Regions from separate parts of the Hordeum vulgare genome. Here region 2 is linked to region 1. A link is a contact called in public Hi-C data. All regions are on one chromosome and are shown on one strand. The core of a region is the stretch at or near the end of the contact, and the rest is flanking DNA. Distances in the headings are between cores, read along the strand shown.

What was found. A called contact is a pair of places that touch in the nucleus more often than the background predicts.
Region 2: a Hi-C map of seedling shows a contact between it and region 1, with 2.1 times the contacts expected there. The contact joins the enhancer-like site here to the promoter of LOC123427241 in region 1. A contact is called at or near these places in 2 of 6 Hi-C or Micro-C datasets (leaf and seedling).

What each region holds. Positions count from the first base shown.
Region 1 is chr2H:558,849,867-558,856,124 of MorexV3_pseudomolecules_assembly, forward strand. It overlaps LOC123427241 (probable low-specificity L-threonine aldolase 1), which reads left to right and starts at 3,982. Exons shown (of 10, transcript XM_045111240.1): 1 at 3,982-4,196; 2 at 5,002-5,511; 3 at 5,598-5,709; 4 at 5,794-5,844; 5 at 5,960-6,031; 6 at 6,108-6,240. The coding sequence starts at 5,069.
Region 2 is chr2H:559,210,410-559,216,667 of MorexV3_pseudomolecules_assembly, forward strand. No RefSeq gene overlaps it. Among protein-coding and RNA genes, the nearest start is that of LOC123430536, 160 kb to the right of the region's middle. Within about 2 kb of position 2,227, at least 3 of the 3 cell types and tissues checked have open chromatin away from gene starts, as enhancers often do. A contact at or near this core is called in leaf and seedling, where this site is marked.

The DNA of each region.
Region 1 (6,258 bases), core at 2,732-5,231:
TATGTATGACATAGTGTATCATGTCATGGGTTTGGATGCACCGGCGGAGTTTGCATCAACTCTCAATGTGAGAAAGGGTAATGCACGGTACCGAAGAGGCTAGCAAAATATGGATAGTGAAAGTGCCAACAATCGAATACTCACATTATTCCGAAGAACTCATACACTTATTATCGGTAACTCTCTATCTAGTTAGGAGATTCACAAACAGACAAGTACCCCGGGGAGGAGTTTTTGGGGGTTTGGTTATCCTTGCGTATCCTCGACTCATGGTAACGTGAGGGTACTCTATATATTCCAACCCCTCCAGAGGTTAGCGATCAATTTATTAGCTAGAGTTCTCAACTAATTTTTAGTTTTTGAAAAACGCACAGATTTCCCAAAATACGACATCTATCACTAATAGGCTCAAGATCTTGGCACCAGTAGTCCAAACATTACTCAAATCAATACCTCAAAACTATTGCAAGTTACTACTATACTTAAATAACAACCTCAATTACCTACTCATGCAAGACACACAACTCAGTGCAACGAGCCAACTCTCTAAAAAAATAAGCATGATAACTCAAGATAGTTCCAAAATCAACCTAAATAATAGCTCTTAAAAAGATAAGCATGAAAACTAAGAGCTAAGCATGACAGTAGCTACGAAAAGATGAAGAACACACAAAAAGATAAGCATGAAAACCTATGTTGTGTTCTAGAGTGGAATGGAGCGTGTCTCTATTCCAAACAAGGTAGGCTAGGTTACGACTTGTTATGAACATCAAGCAAAACTAAAACAAACTAAAAAGTAAAGAGCGAGATGCTCCAAGCATAGCACATATCATATGAAGTGATAAAAATATAGCATGGAGATGGACGAACCGATGATTGTTGATAGAGAAGGGGATGCATGGGGGTATCCCCAAGCTTATACGCTTGAGTCTCCTTGAATATTTCTCGGGGCGCATGGGGGCATCCCCAAGCTTGAGCGCTTGACAATCCTGTATCTTCTTTCATCATCTCTCTCATCGCATACTTAAAAACTCTCTGCATACGAAACTCACAATAAACTGATTAGAGTGGTTACTAGCCTTAATAAAATAATTCATTACCTGTTGGAAATAAATATTTTCATTAAAAGATATTGCTTCTCATGATCGCCAAAAGATTTTTGCAAATAAAAAGCAAGCTTAGGATTCGCAAAACAATGGAAACACAAAACATGGCAGAATCTGTGAAAAATAGAACATCAGGTAGTAAGTAATTTATTCAGGGCACTTCTGCAACTCAAATCAAAAAACTCAGAACATATGCCAGAAAGAAAATTATATAGAGCATGCTTTCAGAAAAAATCAGTTCAAAAAGATCTGGTGATTTGTGGCGAATTTTTTCGTCAAGCAGGCATAATCTGTTTCTGGACAACATGTCACAATTTTTAAACTTTCTTGCAATCAGAGGCTATAACTTGAGACAAAGCTTAAAAATACAGATACAATGATGTTGCTACAGTAGTAACACACATCAAGACCACTAAAACAGAAAGTAAAAACAAATTAGGTTGCCACCCAACAAGCGCTTTCTTTTATGCCTTTGAGCTAGGCATAATGCAATAAGATCAAGTTGTATCAATTGAACCATCATCAAGATCGTCAAAGAGCTCTTCAATAATACAACTAGTCTTAAGAGGACTCTCAAAGAGAGGCTTAGTGGCAACACTTTTAGGAGCAAAAGCAAAGATAGTAAGACCAATTAAAATTTCATTTCTAATTCTATTCAAGAGAGGTATCTCTTCCAAGGTCTTCATAGTTTGAACACCCTTAGCAATAGGTATACTTGTTTTGGGTAGAGGAACCTTGGGTACGTTAACGAACCTAGGACCTTTCCTTGCGGGGGTTTCTACCTTTTTAGTCTTGATGGAGGATAGAGTAGTTCCTAAAGTTTCAAAAATATCCTCGATCTTAGCAATCCTAGAAGGATCCACATCATGGGATCCACATCATGGGATTTAAGGGTCTCCCAAAATTCCCGTGTTACCTGGACGACTTCTGTCGCGCGGCGAGATGGTCGTCCTCCTCAGCCCAAACTACTGCTGCTCGATGCCACGCGAAGCAACAAGGGAGGCCGACAGGATCGACCGGCTCGGGGGTTGGGGACGTGGGGTTCCAGCGCTCCTCGTCACCGGCGGTGCGCGAGAGAGGTGGGGGGGGTTCCGGCATGGCCGGCCATGGCTCCATGCAGGAGCAGCTCCTGAAGAAAAGAAAGAGAGATGAGAGCGCACGGGAAGGAGAGTGAGAGGCCATGATGGGTCTGACATGCATCTGGGCCGAGCGGCGACGGCGGGGGGGGGGGGGGGTGCATCAGGAGAAGCACGAGGGGCATGGCGCTGCGGCTGGAGGAGCTTGGGTCCTCCTGATCCATCGAGCGGGGCGCTCGGACTGGGTGCACCTAGCGAGGGGAGGCACCCCGGGCACGGGGATCGAGGAAAGGAAACGAGGAGGGGATCTGGAGAAGATGTTGCGGTTGCCCGATGGGAAAAATTAGGTGAGATGTGCATGCTCATGTTTTTACTTTTATTTTATTTTCAACTAAACAAAACTTGAAGAAAAGAAAAGACAGGGAAGAAGGAATTAGATATTTTTATGGGATCTAAAAAATATGAGGAAAAATGAAGTGATTCGGAAAATTTTATCGACTTTAAATTTAAAAAAAAATTAATACAAAATTGTTTGAATTTAAAGTCTAACTAAACCAAACCCAAATGGGTTTAAAATTTAAGAAACGGTATTTTGATAGAACATCAACCTTACTTTTTCCCGTTGCAATGCACTGGCATAAGTGCTAGTTAAAGAAAGAAAAAAAAAAAGACCGGAAGTGGTTGGGTCGAGAGTCCGCGTGTACCACTGGACCTACCACGACGCTTATCTCAGACGGTAACACGACGATTCACGAGTGTTTCGCAGGAACGAGGAACCAGCCAAGCAAACAAGCACGCGGGGGGCTTATCATGCTGGTTCAAAAGGCTCATCTGGTACTGCACTTGCAGGAGGCGGCTGCGCACGGGTCGCCCAACTCTATCCGCCAGCAGTGAGGCTACTCAGCACCAGCGATTGAGCCGCACATCAGCATCATGATTCATCAGCAGTAGCAAGGAGAGAAAGGAAAACACACGTACGTCCACTTGGTCTGGGGTGAGAATGAAGGTTCATCAGCTACACCGTATGCTGTTAGTTGCGTACCTTTTGCATTCTCGGCAGCCACTTTCTGAGCCGCGACGCAAATATCTGGTGGCCGAGCCAGGACTACCCCGGCCGGTCGCAAGCGAGGCCACCAAAACCAACTTGTATTCTGGCTTCTCGGACTACACACTTTCGACAGTGCTAGTACGGGACAAGCGAGAGAGTCTTGCAGAATTCTGCCTTGGCACGCGTGGACGATCTGTGGAAGACGGCCTCACTGCAATTTGCCACACATGTAACTTGTGTCGCTGACACACCGCTCGAACTCTTTCAAGGGTGAAATGTGCACAGAATCAAGTGCGCGCATCTTTCAGTGAGCATGCATGTCCACAGTGCAAGCGTACAAACACGAACGCGAGACGAGGCCTGGTTGGCGGCGTATGCGGAGTGAATATTCCTGCTCCGCCACTTGGTATCTTTGTGTGAACCGAGTAGACCGATGTAGGCGATTCTGTAGGCGCCCCAGCCTCGCATCACGGTGAATCCATCCAGCCCAACGGGGCGTTTGGCTATTTGTCATGGCCCCGGGGACTAGGCCGATTCGTTCGCTCTCTCCCCTTTTCCGGTACCGTTGGAGAGTTGTAGGACGTGACGCGTCTAGGATTGTAGGTCGAGTGTACATCGACCCACAGCTGGATGGAAGGAGGGCGGCCAGAAAAGCAACGGCCCAGCGCGGTCCTCCTACGTGGAGGCGCATGCGCGCACGTGACGACGAGTGGTCAAGAAACGGGCGTACGCGAGAGCGCCTAGGTGAGGAGGTTGCGTCGTCTCGTCCAGCTCCTCTTCCTCGGGTCAGGCGGCAGCACGCCAGCACCTAATCTTCGTCGTCTATAAAGCGCCACTCCGCGCCGCAGTGGCAACGGCGCCACCGAAGCCAGACCACGCTACTCTCCACTCCACTCAACTCTTCCCTCACGCAGACCCGCGCATCCATCGGCCTCGCCTCGGGCTCCATCTGATCCACGGATTCTGGTGCGCACTTCCTCAGATCCTCCCCTCTTCACCCTCTATCAACTTCTATATATTGTTTTACGAAATCGATGATGAACTGCACTGGTCTCCTCTCCGTCTTGTTTTCATACTCATTCCATCTCAAAATAAATGATTTGATTTTATACTAGCTTTAGCATAAAATTGAGTCACTTATTCTAAGACAAAAGAAGTATCATCTACTGTAGTAGATAGATCGCTAAAGACATTTTGCTGTTCGTGAATGACACCCTGCGATGCGCGGTGCTACTCGGTAGTGCTCCATTGTTCTTGGAGCCGCTGAGTGGGTGTTTTATCATCCTTTCTCCGCTTTGTGCTCCATTCTTCTTGGAGCCGCTGAGTGGGTGTTTTATCATCCTTTCTCCGCTTTTCAAACATGTCAAGAGGAAATGCGTGACAGGCATGGTCCCCCGGCCGGAAGGCACCAAAGTTTGTGGTTGTTGGACGGATAGAGTTGTATGTATCCTTCCTGGTTGCAGCTGCACACATTTGGCGTGTGTGCGTGGGTGTCCGTCCGTTGCGTGCTAGGTTCCGGGCACTCCTGTGCAACGTAACAAAGTGACGTCTCATTTTTCGTTTCTCCGTGCGGTAGTTGATCAGTCGACAGCTAACACATCTACTTCCTCGGTTTTTAAATACAAGTTCTTTCCAAAATTTCACTATTAAACTACATACGAATGTATGTAGATATATTTTAGAACATGAATTTACTTATTTTACTTCGTACATAGTTTCATGTTAAAATGTTTAAAAAAGACTTATATTTAGGAAGGGAGTATCATTCTAGTTCCCGAGTCGTACGTGATCCCGCCGAAGCGTGAGCTCGAGCAACAGCCACGCAGGCAGGAACCAGGATGGTGACCAAGGTGGTGGACCTCCGCTCCGACACGGTCACCAAGCCATCGGAAGCCATGCGTGCCGCCATGGCCGCCGCGGAGGTGGACGACGACGTGCTGGGCGCGGACCCGACCGCGCAGCGCTTCGAGGCGGAGATGGCCAGGATCATGGGCAAGGAGGCGGCCCTGTTCGTGCCCTCGGGCACCATGGGCAACCTTGTCTCCGTCCTCGCGCACTGCGACACCAGGGGCAGCGAGGTCATCCTCGGGGACAACTCCCACATCCACATCTACGAGAACGGCGGCATCTCCACCCTCGGCGGCGTCCACCCCAAGACCGTGCCCAACAACCCCGACGGCACCATGGACGTCCACAAGATCGTCGCTGCCATCAGGCACCGGGACGGGGCCATGTATTATCCCACCACCAGGCTCATCTGCCTCGAGAACACGCATGGAAAGTGAGTTGCTATCTGATGCATGTTACTGATAAAAATGGCAGTGTTTGCCTGGCTCTGGTTCATAATTTTCATTTTTGTTGTTGCAGTTCTGGTGGGAAATGTATATCTGTAGAGTACACCGACAAGGTTGGTGAAGTTGCTAAAACCCATGGCTTGAAGCTTCATATCGACGGAGCTCGGATTTTTAACGCCTCCGTGGTAAGTAGCATTTGATCGATGCATGACTAGGTGCGAATCATGCGTATCTTGTCCTGACATTTTCAATCACCGTCGCTGTGTCAGGCACTTGGAGTTCCTGTTCATAGACTTGTGAGAGCTGCTGATTCAGTTTCGGTACGTATCAATTTGCTTGGTGTGCAGTTCTAGATTATTATGCAACCAACGTAAGGATGGTCAACACTGATATAGGATGTCTGACAATACATCTCTGTGAAACGTCGAAGTGCAGGTGTGCCTATCCAAAGGTTTAGGTGCTCCTGTTGGATCAGTAATTGTTGGTTCCAAGGCCTTCATATACAAGGTGACGATAGACATTCTGCTGCTATGTTTAAGCTGCTCAAGAGAACATGTAACATAAATCTGAACCATACTTTCAGGCCAAAATTCTTAGGAAGACATTAGGTGGTGGAATGAGGCAGGTAGGAATTCTCTGTGCTGCTGCCTATGTTGCGGTTCGCGACACCGTAGGCAAGCTCGCCGATGACCATAGGAAGGCCAAAGTTTTAGCAGGTTTCATAGAATCTTTCC
Region 2 (6,258 bases), core at 977-3,476, 360 kb after region 1:
ACATTGTGTATCAAAAAATGATCCATCATAGAATTTAGTGAACAACCTTTTTTTGTTGAAGCAACATGGGTGCATCAAGCGGGTGGGCTTGTTTTCTATTTGGGCCTGCTTTTTCTCACAGACGTTATCAGCCCATGACCCTATAACCATTTTTTGTTTGACCCTGAACTCTGCACTGCACTCTTTGTTAACTGAAGAACGGGCTAGCTGTAAAGTGTATGCGACAGAGGGGCCGGACTTCATGAATTGCTGCATTTTATTCATGAGGGGGAACAAATAATTCATTGACTAACTAGAAGTGTAACTGAAAATATCATTAGAAGAATTCAGGCAAATTTTGCTTCACACAAATTCGGCTAGCAAATGATCCCTGGACTAACTGAAACTGCTAGCTAGACACACTAACTGAAACTAGGGACCCCTGAAACTAGCTTGACACATTAAGTGAAACTCTAAAAATTTCTATCGATTGATGAACATCAAGTAAAAGAAACTCATAGCAATGACAGAACAATAAAATGCTCCAGCCATCATATTTGCATGCTGCAAATCAATTAGTTGCTTTAGTTCCTGGTTCATTTTCTTCAATTCACACTTCATATCAGCATTATCCATCATCGGGTCTGCTCTATCTGCCAAATGGGGGGGGTGTTCAACAGCAAGTGGCCCCCCAAAATTGAGCTCTTAGGTTGATGCCTCCAGTTTCAACCTCTTAAGAACAACTCCAATGGGGCTACACATTTCGTCCGTCGCCGTCCGTTTGGGTCAACGCGGACAAAAATGATGGTCCAACGTCCCGACCAATTGCCAAAACGCGTTCGCTTTGCGTCTGCGCCGACCCATTTCCTGCCCAAATTTGTGACTGAAATACGTCGGCGCGGACGCGAAGTGGACGCACGCGCCCCCTCGGTGTCTGCCCCCAACCACCGCGGTTAATATAATTTATGACGGAAGCCATCCTCGGGCCCATGCGTCGGCGACCACGGTCGGCCTTTTTTAATCCGAGCGTGCGGTGGGTTCCGCTATCTGCTTCCAGAAGCCCGTCCGTCCACATCTCGTCACCCCTTTGTTTCCTCGTCGATGACCCAGCAGCCATGGACAACGGCGACAACCGCGTCGTCTATTCCAGTGCGATGCCGCCAGAGGAGGTCGCCTACCTGCAGGCTATGAGGGCGACGCACCTGGCGCACCAGCGCGCCCGTGCTACTCTCGACTTCTTCCCGAACACCCTCATCGTCCGCGCCAACGCGCTTCTTCCATAGGAGACCGCCTACCTTGAAGCTCATATGGCGATGCAAGAGGCGCGTGGGCGTGCCCGTGCTGGTGCGCCACCGCCGACACCAGCCCGCCCCCGCTCCGGCACAGCCCGACCTCGCCCCCGCGCCGGCACAGCCCGACCTCGACGCCGCCGCCGAGGACGTCTAGGTTTTTTCTTCTTATTTTTCATTAATAATGTAACGCGTGGACTCTCGTCGGCCTTCGTGGCCGGCTTTTTTAATATTTAAGCACACATTTTCATTAATATTATGCATGTTTGGTGTATGCGTGTAAAAATGGGTCGAACCAACGTTGGTCACATATGCGTCGACCCAAACATCGAAGCGGACGTTCGTGTCCGCCTGACCGACCCAAACAGCCAAAAGGCGGACAAAATCGCTGTCCGTTTGGGTCGGTCCGTTGAAGTTGCCCTAACATATTCATCAAGCCAGTCAAAAAAAAAACAGGCAGTGTTAACATCTCACGGCCGGTGGATCTACATTTTGAGGATGACAGGGTTTCTTTAGTCATGATTAACAGCACTGGATCGGATCAGCAAGGAGACAGATCAGACAAATTGACAGGATCGAGCGGGCGCCGGACGCTTACCTGCCACGCGCGCCTAGTAGGGCCTCCGAGCCGGGCGGGCACTGTGCGCGCAGCCTACAGCTTTCGGTCTCGGCGTCTCCGCGCCCTGCGCCCTGTGAACCTTGACAGGTTTCGCTTGACGAGGTGCTTGGCGTTTGACCCGATCGGCCGGGGACGAGGACGGGGGCCCCGCCCCGCGCGGCCCAGGCGCGGGTCACCGTCGCGCGCGTGGGTCGCGGTACTTGGTGTCGGCGCTCTGGGACGACACAGCCATCGGCCGGGGCGCGCTCCACTGTTGCCGAGGCCCCCACGCGCGCCCATCGCGCTGGGCTCGATCCGGCTCTTCGCCTAGTAGCAGCGGCAGGTACGAACCAACCGGCCACCGCTGTTGGTTGGTTGGTTGCTTGTCCTCCCGCGACGAGCAGCGCCGGGCGGGGCCGACTCTCGCGTGCTCCACCCCCATGCGGCCATGCGACACCTACCATGGAGGGACACGGGCGCAGGAGAGGAGAGGGCGCCAAGCAGAGAGACGGACAAGGAAGCCAACCTGCAAAGCCCATGGGCAGCACAGCCTGGTCTCACTCCGTCGGGCTGGGCTGGCCCTGGACGTAAACGGGAGCTCCCATTTGCCGCCAGTTACGGCGAGTTATCGGGCAAACGCACAGGAGAGCGATGCTAGGGATTTTAATGAACTGGCTCATTAGCGCCTTTCACTAATTCCAGTTTTGAATTTCAGTCGATTTTTCGGGTTTTGAAAAACTTTTAAAAGGGTTTCTGAACCAGTTTATCCTTTTTTGTTTTCTTTTTATTTAATCTTTTCTGTTTCTTTTTTTCATTTCTGTTTATGTTTCAAAAAATGTTCTGGGTTTTCAAAGAATACTCTGGATTTTCAAAACGAATCTTTAAATAAAAAATGTTCGTGCTTACAAATTTCATCAGCATTTTTAAAATTTATTTTTGGTTTCAAAATTTGTTATCATTCGTGCTTTAAAAAATTGTTCACGCTTCCAAATTTATTCGGATTTTTAAAAAAAATTGTTCTCAAGATTCAAAAAATGGAAATAATTTAAAAACTTGTTCCCGTTTCCAAAAAAAATCTGCATTTTTAAAAATTGCTCTCGTTTTAAAATTTCTTCTCGAGATTCCAAAAAAATTTGTGTTTTAAAAAATTGTTCGGGCTTTTCAAAATTTTGTTCTCAAGAATAAAAAATGTACATGATTTACAAAATTGTTTGGACTTCTAAATTTGTTCAAAAAAATTTAAAAATGTCCCAGGTTTCATTATTAGTTCTCAAAATTCAAAAGATGTTCGTGCTTTAAAAATTTGTTCGTGCATTCAAATTTGTTCTCTCTTTTACAAAAACTTCAAAATTGTACGCGCTTCTAAATTTGTTCGAGGTTTTTAAAAATTGTTCTCCGTTTAAAAAATTTGTCCTCAAGATTCAAAAAATATTCTTGCTTTAAAAAATTATTCACCCTTCCAAATTTATTCAGGATTTCTTAAAATTGTTCTCGGATTTAAAATTTTGTTCTCAAGATTCGAAACATGTTCGTGATTTAAAAATTTGTTTGCACTTTCAAATTTGTTCGGGATTTTTCAAAAATGTTCTCCGTTTCAAAGTTCTGTTCTCAAGATTCAAAAAATATTTCTGCTTAAAAACATTCTGTGCTTCCAAATTTGTTCAAAGTTTTTAAAAAAATCTGAGTTTTAAAATTGGTTCTCAAGATTCACAAAATGTTCGTGCTTTAAAAATTTATTAATGCTTTCAAATTTGTTCTCCGTTTTGACAAATGTTCATGTGTTCGGAAAATGATGGGAAATTCAACATTTATTCATTTTCATAAAACATAAAAAAGAAAAAAGAAATTAAAACTAATCTCTCCCTAATAATAAAGCACGTAGGGCTTGTGTCGTCCGTCGTCACGACGCTTTTACAAATAAGCCCTCCTGTTTTTGGTAATCAACCCATACTCCTATCCATTAATCCGTTAAGTGAAAGAATACATATTCAATGGAGCCTCTCTCTCCCGCACGAGAACGAGATACACCGCGGCGCTAGGGTAACCTCCGCCGCTGCACCCCAGCCCTTCGCTCCCGGCAACCCGCACTGCCCTTTGCCTTCGCTCCCATTGTCGTCTACGCCGCTACCCTTTGCCAACACCGCCACCAAGGCCAGCGCCGCCTCCCCATGCCTCCGTCGCCGTCCTTTGCCAACGCCGCCACCAACGCCCGCGCCGCCTCCCCATGCCTCCGCCGCCACCGCCGTCCTCCGCCGCCATCGCCGCCCGTGTCGTACGCGTCGCCTCCCTGTGCCTCCGCCACCACCGCCGTTTGCACCGCCGACCCTGTGGCGAGAGAACGGGAGTACAAGGGGAGGGAAAGCGCGGGGAGGATCTGGCTCATCGGCGGGATGGGGGAGGAGGTTCCTACTGCTACAAATTGCTGGCGGGGGTGACTGGCTCGACTAACTCGGGTTCAAACTCGTGCGAGGGCTTTTTGTGCATGTCGCTACAGGTTGGTGCTTCGTCAGTGTTCGTTGGACTCTTTTCCTTTCCAATAGTTTGGACTCTTTTCTTAATAGATGGTCTCTTGTTTGTGGGTGATAGTCACATCATTCAAACGCAAATGTGCAGATGAATTTATCGCAGGATGTGTGCAGATTGCTCTTGTTTGGACTCTTTTTTTAATAGATGGTCTCTTGTTTGGACTCTCTTTTTAATAGATGGTCTCTTGTTTGGACTCTTTTTTTAATAGATGGTCTCTTGTTTGTGCCGTGATGAATTTATCGCAGGATATGTGCAGATTGCATACGGATCAAGTAAAATTATATGCTGAGCTTCAGATCCACTCCACGCTCGAGGGAGAGGTATTCATCATCCGTTGCCTCCTTTTGTTGATATTAGAGAGAGGATCGTAGGGGAAATTGGTACTTTCATGACCAGTAAAGCTTTCTCGGTGATACCTAGGTACCCAAGTTATGAATTCACATGTTATTTCAAATGAAACATCCTTATTTCCCTGCCTGCAAAAATGATCCAGTACTATTTGAAAAATACACACAATGTACATCTGCATGGGTTTGATCTGCAGTTGAACTCTTATGATCAACATATTCCCAATAACGACCAGCTCATTGTTCATATTCCCCAACTCCTCCACACATGTCACCTATCCTGCTTCCTACTTCCAACTTCCAATGTACTCTTTGACCGAGATTGTGCACATGAGCTATTTGTGAGAATGTCAGCAAACGATGAAATTAGATTATGCATAGCTTTCCAGTGGGTGAATGGCTCTCACATGTTCTACTGCTGCAAATTTGTGTCATCAAGGGTACCTCCTTCAAACGTTTTAAATATACTTTTGATACTGCATATTATGATGATTTTATAACAGTGTGCGTGCAATTAGTTTGTAATCATCATTTTCTATTGCCGAGGGGTGTTCTCCATTGATGATGATCCAGCAACTGATGCTTCATTTCTGGATTAACAAGAAAGGTCAAACTGACTAAAAAATGTAAGGACATCAACATCTTCTCTTTCTCTATTATGAGAGCCATTTCAAGTATAAAATTAATGGTCTATAAATCAACAATCTAACCCAATGCAACGCACGACATTTTTAGTATGTTTCATACAATTTATATTGAACCTATTATACCTCCGTTGCAACGCACGAGCATTTTACTAGTCAAAAAAAGAAAACAACAAGAAACAGAAAAAAAAACAGCAAAAAAAATGAAAAAAAATAATTATCAGATTTTTGTGGGAAAACAAAACTGCGCCGGCCCAGTCTGGGCGATCCCCCCTATGCGTAGGAGAACTCCCTGCCGCAACCGAGCTAGCTACCACTCACTGCGCCGGAAGGGGCGCGCCCCAGTTACGTTCCTTATTTTTCTGTCATACTTTTCCCCTTTTCTTTTTTATTTTCTTCTTTTGGTTCCTTTTTTATTTCCTATTTCTTTTTCTTTTTTTTTGAAGAAAAACATTTTTCGAATTTCAATAACAATTTTGAAAAATCATGAAATTTATTGGAAGTGTAAACAATTTTTTAAAGCACGAACATTTGTTACATCTTGAGAACAAAATTTTGAAAAGGAGAACAACCCTGAACAAATTTGAAAGCGCGAACAAGTTTTTTAAGCACGAACATTTGTTGAATTTTGAGTGCAAATTTTGAAGCCGAGAACATTTTTTTAAAAAAGTGGATAAATTGGGAAGCATGCACAATTTTTTTAAACATGAACATTTATTGAATCTTGAGAACAAAATTTTGAAAACCCCAAATAATTTTGAAAGGGCGGAGAAAAACTAAAGCACGAACATTTTTGGAATTTTGAGAACAAATTTTCCAACTGAGTACAATTTTAAAAAAAAGTGAACAAATTTGGAAGATAAAACAAATTTAGT